3 separate regions of the Hordeum vulgare genome follow, and regions 1 and 2 are each linked to region 3. Evidence: chromatin contacts called from public Hi-C data. All regions are on one chromosome and are shown on one strand. The core of a region is the stretch at or near the end of the contact, and the rest is flanking DNA. Distances in the headings are between cores, read along the strand shown. Region 1 holds the start of LOC123426917 (amino acid transporter AVT1I-like). Region 2 holds the start of LOC123426919 (cyclic pyranopterin monophosphate synthase, mitochondrial). Region 3 holds the start of LOC123426916 (ATPase GET3B-like).

The links. A called contact is a pair of places that touch in the nucleus more often than the background predicts.
Region 1: a Hi-C map of seedling shows a contact between it and region 3, with 3 times the contacts expected there. The contact joins the promoter of LOC123426917 here to the promoter of LOC123426916 in region 3. A contact is called at or near these places in 2 of 6 Hi-C or Micro-C datasets (leaf and seedling).
Region 2: a contact with region 3 is called in a Hi-C map of seedling, with 4 times the contacts expected there. The contact joins the promoter of LOC123426919 here to the promoter of LOC123426916 in region 3. A contact is called at or near these places in 4 of 6 Hi-C or Micro-C datasets (leaf and seedling).

Annotation. Positions count from the first base shown.
Region 1 is chr2H:511,821,215-511,825,767 of MorexV3_pseudomolecules_assembly, reverse strand. LOC123426917 (amino acid transporter AVT1I-like) reads right to left here and starts at 1,993. Exons shown (of 3, transcript XM_045110826.1): 1 at 1,627-1,993; 2 at 889-1,499; 3 at 1-593. The coding sequence starts at 1,825. The coding sequence ends at 81.
Region 2 is chr2H:511,922,111-511,926,767 of MorexV3_pseudomolecules_assembly, reverse strand. It overlaps LOC123426919 (cyclic pyranopterin monophosphate synthase, mitochondrial), which reads right to left and starts at 3,280. Exons shown (of 3, transcript XM_045110828.1): 1 at 3,019-3,280; 2 at 1,414-1,542; 3 at 36-746. The coding sequence starts at 1,512. The coding sequence ends at 171.
Region 3 is chr2H:511,499,815-511,504,277 of MorexV3_pseudomolecules_assembly, reverse strand. LOC123426916 (ATPase GET3B-like) reads right to left here and starts at 1,383. Exons shown (of 11, transcript XM_045110825.1): 1 at 1,239-1,383; 2 at 682-890; 3 at 533-592; 4 at 169-264. The coding sequence starts at 1,347. It overlaps TRNAL-CAG (a tRNA gene), which reads left to right and starts at 1,528; the gene lies at 1,528-1,608.

The DNA.
Region 1 (4,553 bases), core at 744-3,243, 320 kb before region 3:
TGGAAATTTTGCATTGCTACAGAACACCAACCAGACGGACAGGGATGTTACCATGGTCTGAACTCGTGGAACACTCGGGTTCAGAACTCGTGAATGATCTTCTGCAGAGAAGAGTAAGTCCCACTTGCAGCAACCAAGGAGCCGAGAATGATGATCATGACGATCAGCGCGACCTCAGCCCTGCTACACCTCGCCGTGCCGAAGATTTTGAGGTAGCAGATGCACGGGAGCAACATGGACGCCATGACGCTGAGGAGCGAGCCGACGAGCGCCATGAGGTGGCCGAAGAAGGGGACGGTGAGGGCCACGATGACCGTGCTGAGGACGATGAATGTCCTGATCAGCATATTGAGGGACCTCTTGTTGCCGGCAAGCAGCTTCTCTTCGATCGCTGTCGCCACCGGGGTCACCATCAGAGCGTACTTTGAAAATGGGTTGATCAGCGCCGTGTAGATTGCTAGCTTGGAGCTGAGCTTGCCCTCCGGGAGGTTCAGGGTCACCTGAGACTCAACGTCGTCGCCGTACATGAGGTAGCCCAATATGGCCATGGATCCGTAGTTGAGGGTGCATGCGACGAAGCATATGACCAGTACCTGTCAATGCACTCCAACACAGAGACATGCCAAATCATCAGCCAGGGGAAGTGAGACATTTTTTCTGCATACAACCCTGTTCGGTCACTGTCACAAGTTTGTTTGTTCCACTTTTCGACGGTATCAATTTTTTTTTTCGTTTCAAAACTAATACTTACTGTACTTTTTGTTTTTAGCATCAGATTTATTGCACATTAGAAGTTTAGAACGTGAAGGTAAATGGAGTAGTACAATAATGAACATGCATGTCTTGGCTGGCATTAAAATGATAGGCCACTCATTGATTAGTGATTACCTTTGAGAACTTGTCCTTTTCCTTCATGGAATTGCACAATGTCGGGAATATGGCATGGCCGCAGTAGCAGAAAGTGTAGAGGCCGAGCGCAGTAGGTAGGCCGCTGACGTTGAGCATGGTCCCTTTCCCCTGAAACCCGACTCCGTCGACCACCGCGGCCCAGAGCACGCAGAAGACCAGCACGACGGACGCGAGCACGCCGCTGGCCGACACGTAGGCGAGCACGCCCAGGTTCCTCAGCCAGGTGGTGGGCAGGATGACGATGGAGACGAGCACGATGAAGAGGTGCTTGCCGGAGAGCACGAGCACGCCGCCGAGGCTGAGGCTGGTGCCCGGGAACAGCTTGTCCAGGTTGTCCCCCTCCAGTATCAAGAACCCGATGGCGACGAGGTAGAGCTCGGCGTACATGAAGGCCGAGACGGCGAAGCGGCCCTTGGCCCCGAAGGCTAGCGCGCCGATGTCCGGGTAGCCGCGCACGTCCGGCGACGCGCCCATGCACGTCTGCAGGAGCTGGCCGGTGTAGCAGCAGACCATGGCGACGAGGAGGAGCAGCACCAGGCTGAGCCACCCGCCCTCCGCCAGCGCGTACGGGATGGACAGCAGCCCCACGCCTGAAAAACCCAAACCCAAATCCATCGGGTTGGCTGACACTGTCAAGAAAAGGGCCGGACCGTACTGCAGAGACCACAGATCGTGGCAGGCGAGGCAACCAAAGAAAGATTCGAGTTCCGGGCTCACCGGAGAGGGCGTTGAGGCCATTGAAGCATGTGCGCAGGGACGTCGCGCCGCCGGCATCCGGCGAGCACTGCGCCTCGTGGTCGTGCGCCGCCGCGGGGTCCTTGCCGGCCTGCAGGCCGCCGTGCGCGTGGAGGAGTGGCTGCTCGAAGCCCGGTAGCTCGCCAGACGAGTCGTGCGGCGCCGCTCCGCCAATGGCCATCTTATCCTACTACCTCTAGGCGGCGCCTCCTCCGAAGTCCGAGCCTCGCTCCGGCCGCTGCAGCTGGGGCACGCACGCGAACGCGATGGATGGAACAGAGGCACAGAGCAGAGCACAGGAGCATGTGGCGCTGCGGCTGCGGCCTGGTCCGCAGGTGTATAAAAGGGAACCCTACCTCGGCTTCTTCCTCCGTGCGGCGCGGACGAGGAGTCACGGGGACTCTTGTTTGTGCGCGCGCGGCCCATGCAGTTGGGAAATCGGAGAGCAAAACTGCACGGAATCTGCGGCGTTGGATCTGCCATGTGGCATGCTTTACCCTTCGGGGATTGGAGATTTGGAGTATAGAGTTTCCTTTACCCTTTTCTTTCTTTCCTAGGATCCCCGAAGGATGCCGTTTGTACGATGTCACGTCTCGTCTTATGAGTTGGATCCGAGGAAACCTCAATGGGTAACGTAGTCTTGGCTGCTCCCGACCGTTTACGTACCTAGGTACACTACGCATATTTCGTTTGGCTTTTTCTTACATCCTGATAAATGTCATACGATGTGGTAGAAAGCAAGTCAATCCATACTTTTTTTGTATGCATAATTTGTTAAGGCTGCTGTGATTTAGTCCCACCCCACCCATGAAAGGAGGTCATGACCAGCTTATAAGGGAGAGTTTCTTCCTCCCTTCAATTCAGACTTTTTGAATGGCGCAAGCTTTCCACTGAATGTTGATCCCTGTGCGCATACACATTTAGTTCAGAATTTTGGGATGGATAGGGCTCTTCATTGAAACATAGTTGTTTGAGGATGACAACTTCAGTTATGATATTCAACAATTTTCTATTTGGATGATAAGTTTTTTTTTTTGGATGCCAATTTTATTTGTAAAAATATCAGGACGATGTTATTTTACATCACACGTACGATACTGTTGAGGCATAGTTTATGCCTAAGTAATTTTGGTAATTGATGACAGTACCGTACAGGACTAATCGTGTGTGTCAAGATTTCAGGCAACACTCGTCAACGGCACAAGACGACACGACTCCTCTCTTCTGAAACGGAAGCACGGCGCCCTCCTAGATTCTCTTTATTTGAGTCATAGGAAAGCCGTACTATTAAGAGGGGATTCGTAGTGGAAAGGTTTGGGTGGAATCTATCTTTGCACACGCACACCTCTCTTTCTCCCTTTCCTTTATCTTTGGAGCGGCCCTCGCCGGTTTGTTCTTAGCTTCTCTGCAAAATGGTCCCCAGCGGTAGTACCGCTGGTCCCAGCGGTAGTACCGCTGGACTGCCAGCGGTAGTACCGCTGCAGCCAGCGGTAGTACCGCTGGCTGGCGGTAGTACCGCCCTTGGTCAGCGGTAGTACCGCTGGCTAGGCGGTAGTACCGCCCCTGGTCAGCGGTAGTACCGCTGGCTAGCGGTAGTACCGCCCCAGGTTAACGGTAGTACCGCTCCAGGTGCCCTGTTCCACCTACCTAGCGGTAGTTCGTGGACGGACCCTTTTGCGAAGACTTTCTCGGCGGTGGTAGTGCTTTTGCACTACCAAGGGCCAGCGGTAGTACCGCTGGAAGCCCCAGCGGTAGTACCGCTGCTCCCAGCGGTAGTACCGCCAGGCAGCGGTAGTACCGCTCCTTCCTAGCGGTAGTACCGCTGGATCTCGGGCAGAGAGTGGGAAAACGGTCTGAATTTTCCCCCCACTATATAAAGTGTTCTTCTAGCTGAGGAACCTTATCTATTACCTCTCTAAGCTCCATTGTTGCTCCACAAGCTTAAAAGTGCCCGATCTCTCTCCCTAGCCAATCAAACTTGTTGATTCTTTAGGGATTGGTTGAGAAGGCCTAGATCCACACTTCCACCAAGAGAAAAGTTGATTCCCCCACCTATCCCTTGCGGATCTTGTTACTCTTGGGTGTTTGAGCATCCTAGACGGTTGAGGTCACCTCGAAGCCATATTCCATTGTGGTGAAGCTTCGTGGTCTTGTTGGGAGCCTCCAAGCTTTGTGTGGAGTTGCCCCAACCTTGTTTGTAAAGGTTCGGTCGCCGCCTTCAAGGGCACCTATAGTGGAATCACGGTACCTTACATCATGCGAGGGCGTGAGGAGAATACGGTGGCCTTAGTGGCTTTTTGGGGAGCATTGTGCCTCCACACCGCTCCAACGGAGACGTACTTCCTGTCAAAGGGAAGGAACTTCGGTAACACATCCTCGTCTCCATCGGTTCCACTTGTGGTTATCTCTAACCTTTACTTTGTATTTGCTTTTACTTGTGACTATATCTTACTTGTCTTAATAGGTCTTGTTGATAGCTTCTATAGGGGTCACCTCTTTGTCATATTATTTGTGAACCCGTATAGTGTTTACCTTAACTCGTTAAGATTAATTAAAAAGTGGTCGTTGTCTATTCACCCCCCCTCTAGCCAACCATATCGATCCTTTCAATTGGTATCAGAGCCACGTCTCTTTATTAAGGGTTTAACCACCCGAAGAGTATGGAAGGCGAAGAGGAAGTGAACCATGGGCAACCCGAGGGCATGGACTTGACTTCGGTCACAAGGGACGACTTGAATGCGGCTATGGCAGCCCTCAAGACGTCCTTGACGAGCGAAGTCAAAACCATGCTTAAGGAATTAATTGATGGTCTTAAAAGTTCACCCGAACCGGCTTTAGTGGTTAAACCCACCATTTCCGATTCGGAGGCCAACTCCTCTAAGGAAGCGGCTAAAGGTATGCAACCTGCT
Region 2 (4,657 bases), core at 2,031-4,530, 420 kb before region 3:
ATAACCAGTTGGACAGTGTATTAACAGGCAGGGAATTCAAAATAACCTCCTCTGATGGCTCAAATATTAAATATTTAACATCTAGTGAGAATACAATTAAAGCAAATCAAAACCTTATTGTGTCAGAATTCAGGCCTGTATTCATATCCTCAGAAAAGTAACTGAAGCTTCTAATTCCTGGACCAGTTCCCACTCTTTCCCCCAGATTTGTGCTGGAGACAGATATCTGTTATACATATGTCCTTTGAAGCTGCTTTGCACATGTCATAAACCGTCAGTCCGGCAATGGTCACTGCAGTCATTGCTTCCATTTCAACCCCTGTCTTCCCATAAGTGGTGGCTTCCCCTTCTATGACAACACTAGAGTCCTCTCCATTGAGAGTGAGATCAACACGAACATGGGAAAGATTAATGTTGTGGCACAAAGGTATGAGGTTACTGGTTTGCTTTGCACCAGTTATTCCAGCTATCTTTGCAACAGTAAGCACATCGCCTTTGGCAATCTGGTTCGATGCCACCAAGTTAAATGCCTTCTGGCCTAGTAAGACCCTGCAGCTGGCTATAGCTACTCTCTCACTATCATGTTTTGGTGAGACATCAACCATCTTTGCTTGGCCACTGCAATCAACATGGGTAAGCACTGGTTGTGTCTCCCTGGCTGCAGGAGTGGGCCGGACAGGTTGCTGAGGAGGATTTGAGCCCAAAGGGCTGGATGCAGGAGATTCGCCAAATATTGATTCCATTTCCTGCAGTTAGAAAGTTCAAGATAATTATTAATGCAAAATTATCAATTCGTTTGAATGCACAATGACAAAATATGAGAACAGTACACACTACTCACGACCAAGTCAGATACCTATATCTAATTTGTGTAGATTATTCGTCTTTAAGAATTCTGCGTACTATAATTCAGAACCGAAGGAAACAGATTCAGTTGGTAAATTCCAAATCAGGAAAGCTTAGAAAGGAAAATGAAACATACTGGATGTTTATATAGACTACAATTGAGCAAACTCAAGCGTGCTACAACAGAGCATGATTGTCAAAGTACCATACCATTTTACAGCCAGGCATACAGGGAAAACTGGCTATCATGGTAATGTTGGACACCCAACCTGAAGATACCGTAAAATGGCACATACAAATACACAATAATTACGTAATATCATACGCAAAGCATCAAACGACAAATATGTCTAGTAGTCATGTCTAGTCTCAGTAAGATTACTACTCCCTCCGTCCGGAAATACTTGTCCTAAAAATGCATATAATGAATGTATCTACAATTAAAATAAGTCTAGATACATTCATCTCTAGGACAAGTATTTCCGGACGGAGGTAGTAGATAACAGTAAAGGAAGAGAATAGGTTACACATGATGAATTTTCAAAAGAGAGATTGCAGAAGCCTAACCTTATTGAGCTCCGCTATAGAGTCAGAAGGGATTCCAGTAGCAAAGCATCTCCAGCCTCTACTTTCTATTGTCGGGAGAATATAGCGAAAGATGGACATTTGTAAACAATTGCCGCACACTTTACACTTCTGCAAGGGATAAGTAAACAAAAAACTGATTTTTTTAGCACAGAGGTACTCTCTACCTGAAGTCTTGATAACAACTCCAAGGCTAGGTTGCCCAACTTCAGTGATAGGTATATATGGACACAGATACCACGACACGGCAATTTTTCAAAAAAACAGATACAGCGATACATTTGCATATATATAATAAATATTAAAACTATATAGATATTAATGATTTGATGTTGGGACGGGAACATGATTGTGTTCCGATCTCATGAGCCAACACACCACTCAAGCTAAAACCGCCTATGTCCATTTTGCTCATGGAATTGAACAGTCTTTGCAAATTTGGGGGCCCACTTCGAAAGCTTCTGAAATAGGGATTGGTCTGTAATTCCAATTTGTGTTTGGCTGCCAAAAGTTCATAATTTCCCCATGGGAAAATATCGCAGTACCAACTTACGTATGTCTATTCCTCAAACAATGATGTCTGGCTGCCCAAGAAGGAAAGAGTAGATTATTTCTCTATAGTGAGTAGCCTCATCGCATATGCACTAAAACTGATGCGATGCAAATTTGTCATTTTGTTCATATGGTAATTGCTAAAATGCCCCATCTCAATTGTTTAACTGGGTTCTTTCCTAGCAATGTACAACTCCTCATGGGAAAACTGAAATGCCCATGTTCTAATTCCCACCCCTTGTCGCTAACATGTGGAACTCATGAGCGCTTGGCTAGAGACAGAGAGAGATGCTCTCTCCTGTGCTAGCGAGCCTCAAGACAGCCAGCGTCCCTCCCAGATAGCCGGCACATCAGCCTCCTCCTTCTCTCATCTCTTCTCTTCTACTCCCTCCGTTCCAAAATATAAGACCTTGTAGAGATTCCACTAGGAGGCTACATACAAAGCAAAATGAGTGAATCTATACACTAAAATATGTCTATGTACATCCGTATGTAGTTTATAATGTAATCTCTAAAAAGTCTTATATTTAGGAACGGAGGGAGTAAAATAAATGGATCCATACCTAATACAGCTAACATAAAATGAATCCATAGCTATGTACTTCACACAAAATGGATCATTTGATCCAAGAACAACAATGTTATATAGCTTATGGAAATAAAATTGGAGCATTCATATTCCCCACCATCAGTGGCGGAGCTAGCATTTGACGACAGGGTGGTCCGCCCTAATCTTTTTTTATAAGCAATCTGATATGTGAACATTCTAAGTAATTACCAATAGCATATAAAAATAGATTAATATGGTCTTGCAAACACACTAAAATTCTCAATCAAAACTCAGTTTTGCATAAAATAGTTTAGATAGTACATACTTCAACAATTCTGTAAGAAAATCTATTTTCTATCAATAAAGCTAAATGAGGCAGAAATAATGTGCAAAATTACGTGTGTTCATATAGTGGATAAACTAGTGCAAAAAAGTAAACACTAAATAAGAAATTGGGGTTTTCGGTTGCTCATTTGCTGCGAGACCTGCTGGTGATTGAGTTAGCAGCGGCAGCAGCTTCCGACTTTGTAGGGGGGCGGAGGCAGGGCACCGGGCAGCTGGGGTCAGGCCGTCAGGGACGCACCCAAGGGGGGGGGGGGGTGCTCCGGCGCGCAGCTGGAGCCGAGGGCCGGGCGGGCGGGAAGGAAAGGCGGGCTGGGCTCCGGCCGGCGAGGCCGCGAGGTCGAGGAACGACGGCTGGTCGTCGGAAGGAGGAGGCTGTTCTGCTCGACGTGGATTGTGTTCGTCCTAGGTCAACCAGTTACGGGCCATATTTTTTTCTCTGGGCCAGAGATCCATAGGCATATAGTGGGATGATGCAAAATCCCAGGATGGGCCGGCCCACCATGACCACCCTGTAGCTCCGTCCCTGTTCACCATGGATACCTCTCGCAAAGACCATTATACAATTTCATGCAATAGAGAAGATAACTTAACGACTAACCCTAGCGACGGCTAGGGTTTAGGGTTTAATCTACTCCGACGGCGCTTCGTCGTTGTTGAGGTTCTATCTCCTGCAACACTAGCATAGATTCAGGCCTCTCCATCGGATCGGGGGCTTGGACTCTACGATCATGACTTCTTCATCGGTGACTAAAACCCCGGGGGGGCCTTCTTCGGGGGGTAGGAAGGGGAAAGCGCCGATCGATCTGGAGTCGGCAATGAAGAACATGAAACTTAAGGAATCAGAGTTGGATGCAGTAATGGTGGGGGATGATGAGATCGCCAAATTCACGGAAGATAGTCGCTGGTTAGCAGTAGCTAAGGTGAACACAAACAAAACTTTCAGTGCCGAATCTTTCAAAACGACGATGAAGTTTATCTGGCGGCTGGCTCAGGAACCTTTGATCCGAGAGGCGGATGATAACCTCTTCATTGTTCAACTCTTCTGTGTCGGTGACTGGAACAGGGTTATGCACCAAGGCCCTTGGATTTTCAGGGGTCTCATGGTGGTCATGGAGGAATACGACGGGAAGGGTAAGCCGCATACGGTGGCTCTTGATCGGACACATGCGTGGGCTCAAATCCATGATACCCCAGAGCTCTATCGCCGGGAAGGGGTACTCGACCAGCTAGCACGAAGAATTGGGCAGGTCAAGAGCGTAGAGTTGAACCCTGCTAGGGTTTTTGAAGGGAACTATGTTAGGGTACGAGCTAAGATAAAGGTTGGTGAACCTCTAGTTCGGTTCACCCCACTAAAGATCAGTGGGGAGGAGATTATGTTGGTGCCAGTAAAGTATGAGAAAATTGGTTTCTTCTGTGAGGTTTGTGGCATTATGGGACATAGCCTGGAAGAGTGTGGAGATGGTGTCCATGGCCCTGATGAGATTGAATATGGACAATGGATGGTAGCTAAGAGGAGATCAATACCCTCCTATCAGTATAGGCAAGCTAGCTACTCAAACCCTCCTCGGAACCGGGGTAGGGGAAGGAGATCGGCTGGGGACGCTAGAGCTACTCATACAGCCAGAAAACGTTCTTCACAGGAGGCTGATTTGAGCGACAATGATAACATGGAGGACACAGCTGAGAGTCCCATGAAATCTAGGACGGATGAACAAAAGGATGGAGGGGAAGCACAACCACCGATGGTAAATTCTGCAGCAAAGAAAAAACTCGACTTGT
Region 3 (4,463 bases), core at 134-2,633:
AAATTGGAGATGGCCAATAAAAGGACTCAAAATGGCTAACAGAAATTACATGCAACTTTAGTCTGACATACTCAAATGTTCTCATTTCTCAATGAACTGTGACACTGGAAATCAACTAAAATGCAAGATGGGGAAGCAAAAAAATAAGATTTCCAAGGTAATGTTTACCGGATCAGCAAGAACTCCAAGCCCTATCTTGTCCAGTATATTACGGATAAAAGATCCACCATTAGAAGATTCCTCTTTTGTATTAACATGGCCAATCTGTAAAGAAACAAGTTCCATCCATCATCAAAGAACAAGCATGACCAGAATTGGATCCTCTACATGACTTCATGAAGTGTACAAGCATGGCAGAACACAGTTTCAACTACGAAATGGAAAACATCGACTTCTTACATTCACTACCTCCAGGATCATAAAAGGTTTTTGTTTTATGATTGGACACCTAATGGTGGATATGCGCACCGACCAGATAAAACTGAAGGATGGAACGGGATATTGCAAACCATTCCAGTGCAACTGCTCCTACCTCGGCAGCAAAAAGAGAGTCAACTCCATTGACAGGTACGATATTACCGCCACTCAGGTCCTACAAAGAGAAAATGCAAGACATTCAAAAGAGGGGCTAAAGAAATAATCCCACTAGCATTTTGCATAACAATACAAGAGTTCAGATACTTGTTCAAATGTATCACCCAGTGAGTGTGCTGGGTGCATAGAAACTATGAGCGTCGGTTCACCACGGTTGGCAAACTTCATAGCAAGCGATGCCGCCATGCTTGTTGTCCCAACACCACCTTTGCCTCCAAGCACGTAGTACCTCTGTGTGCCGGCAACCATCTCACCGAATCCGCCATTAACCTCCACCAGACTGGAATTGCATCTTGCTGTAAAAAAAATTCAGAAATAGCACTATTAGCGTGTCCCTTGTGCTTCAGAGCAGCAGTCTGGTTTTAAGCTATCAAATCTAGAATTCAGTAGAGAAGTCACAACCGATCATGGCTCAGAAATCAGTACGATACAGATTCCAGGCATTGTCCAAGCTCGCACAACACAACGCAACATTTATCCCACAAGGAGAAATTGATTGGCATGCAGACTCTAATATCCATAACATGACAGCAACCAAACAGACCAAGAACTACAACTAGCAGCGAGTAAATATTCATTCATTTGATTCTTGTTACATGAGAGGTGGGAGAGGCGAGGGGGAGAGGTTGGACAGGAGGGCAAACCTTGGGTGCTCCGGTGGGCCACGAGGGGCTCCACCGCCGGCGGCGTAGAGAGGCGGCGGCAGGCAGCGAGGGTGAGGCGCCGAGCCGTAGGGTTCAGGAGAGCTGCCATTTGGGCTATAGGGCTCTTGGGTTGGCCGGGCTGGGGAGGGGACCGGGACTGGGTTCAGGTCTTTACGAATTGGGAGTCTTTCTCTCAGAAAAAAAAGAACGAATTGGAAATCTAAAGAAAGCTTGCAGCTATGCAACTGCATGAAAAAATGATTGAAAGTTTGAAATTATTTTACAAAAAGTCAAGATGGCCGAGTTGGTCTAAGGCGCCAGTTTCAGGTACTGGTCCGAAAGGGCATGGGTTCAAATCCCATTCTTGACATTTTTTTTCTCTTATGTACGAATGGTAAAAAAAATTCATTGTAATAAGTGTTTTATTTATATCATAAAAATGATCAACGATGATATCTATATCACTCATTCCTACATGTTATATTATAGTTATGATTATTCAATTCTTGACATTTTTTTTCTCTTTGTGTCATAAAATATGTCGAATATGTACGGATGGTAAAAAGAAATCATTGTAATAAGTCTTTTATTTATATCATAAAGATGATCAACGATGATATCTATATCACTCATGCCTACATGTTATATTATAGTTATGATTATTCAATTCTTGTATGCATGTTGTATTCCATAGGTAATATTCCTTTTGTCTCATAATATAAGAATAATAAGTGATATCTATATCACTATAATATCAAAAACTTTTTATATTATGAGATGAAGGAAGTAGATGAATAGCACCCAAATAGTTGCATATGTGCAATTAAAGCTTCATTGACATTCTATATCTCTTTTATCCACTTTCCTTCTCTTTTCCCTCCTCTCTCTCTCTCAATCACTAAGGGACAATTCTTTTGGGCAGCTTTAAAAATAAGCTGCCTCTTCATGGCTTGAAAAAAATGCTTTCTTAATTTATTGAGTCTTCTAAATTAGTTATTTCATAATTAATTTAGAAGCCTTGATAAATGAGGCAAACGGCTTATGGAGAAAGTTGGGCAGGAGGTGGCTTATTTTGTTACGTCGTCGAAAGAATTGGCCTTAAGATTGGGAGTTGCTGAAAATTCATAGCTTATGTGCTATCCAAATTCCTTTCTTAATATGTTTTTTCTCTTAGTGTCATAAAATACGAGGAACACACAAAGATGATATATCTCCAACATAACCACCCAACGTTCCTTCGATATGTGCGGATAAAATTATAGTAGTGCATGGTCTGTTGCCGCTAACTAAGGTTTGGGTCAAGTTTTCATCTTGCATATGCATCTTCCATTAGAAAGTGCACTTCTACACCCGAGCTCAAATGAGCTCGGGCGAACAGTTAATTCAAAACATGTTTAAATTTTTTTTAAAAAATTCTGATTTTTTTATAGTAAACTTTGAAATGTGTTCTAATAGCTTGCAAAATTTCAGTACGAAATCACATTTTTTGAAGTCGTTGTCAAAAAAACAAAATTAGTGCTTCAAAATGCTTTTGAAAGTAGCATTTTCAGAGTTTTGATTTTTTTTTGCCACGACTTCCACAAATGCTATCTCATGATGTAATTTTACAAGCACTTAGAACATTTGTCAAAGTTTACCCAGAAAAATTCAGATTTTTTGAACATTTTTATAATAGTTTTGGAACTTACTGTTCACCTGAGCTCATTTGAGCTCGGTTGCAAAAACATCACGTCCTCTTTCACTTTGTTATTTGGTTTTCCTCTCTCTCTCTCTCTCCCTCCCTCCCTCCCTCTCTCTCTCACACACACACATGTAGGTATCTTCTAAGCCCCGTTGTTATTGTTGGTCTTCTTCTTGCTCACCATCCTTCTTATTTCTTTGTTGTTCTTATAGATCTTTCGAGCCTCGGTGTGTCACTTCTTTTTCACCACTTTTATCTTTTCTCCTATTTTTTCGGTGCAATGTCGGCATGCATCGGTCGGTATAGATTGAACGACAAAATTTGTCCTTCACAAATGTATGGTTCAAGTTGATGTTCTTCTCGATGGGGTCTTCTCATTGATGCGGGCCTGGTGGCGAAAAGGCTCAGCCTGAGGAGCTACGGTGTAGTGGGGATGGTCGTCTAAGAGTTTGTTTGTTCACTACACATGGGCATCCTCTTTTCGTTGGAAAGAAGAGTGGCTCGTGATGAAGACTTCTCTTTGTCCGTCATAAGGATGAAAACTTCTCTTCATGCGAAACCAGACCGATAAGAGGCTCTTTGTCCACGGTAGGAACAAAGAGCGACTCATCGTCTGCAAGAGGAACAACCAGGTGATAGAACTGAAAAAAATAAGGATATGGTTTCGAGATTTTGTAACCAAAAAATTAACAATTTTTTTAAAAATCTTGTTACGAGGGCAATCATACCACTCATCGCAAAAGGATGGCTTCTTGATAGAAGAGTAGTTGCCACCGTTGAAGGTATTTATTATCTCAACAACGTGGCACTGAGAGGTGGGAGGACCTCGATCATTAGGAGTTTCTTGGTCTTTGTCAACGTCTAGCGGTGCTCTAGTTTTGTATGAATAAAGTTACTCTAGTTCTTTTTTTGGTCATGGCGTGAAGCTAAAGACATTTGTGTCCTTGCAAATCCTAGTATTTAGATATGATGAGTTTATGTTATTGCATCGAGTTGTTTTTGTTCCTCTGATCTTTGTGGAGTTAAAATCTTTCCTTGGCATCATAGTGATGATTTTGTGATTCGGCTAGGCTATCAACACTGACTCAAGTACAGGTGGTTCAAGATTTCATATCTTGGTGGATGGGCAACTCAAGACCATTTGAAAATCCTTCATTGGTAATCGTGTTTGTGCATGTGAAAAAGTAATAACATCGTTGCTTCAATCTAACTGTAGTTTTTTACTAAAGTCTTGGGAGTATTCTGTCCTACACATAGAAGATATTTTCAGCAGACACTATTGTAAGTTTTGGTCATATGGGTTACTTTGCACAAGCTCTGCAAAGAAAATATAAGACCTTTTCAAAGGGAATACTTTTTTAAAACTTAAAATTCAAAGCAATGTACCTGTGATAGTCACAGACTCATGAGTACTCTAAGGGTGTGTTTGGTTGTTGTCATCAGGTGGAACGTCATGGGTCCGTCCCGTTCCTATAGCTCATTCCCATGTTTGGTTAGTCAAACGAACCGAAATCCACTAGTCACAGAAAACGAAATATTCCCTT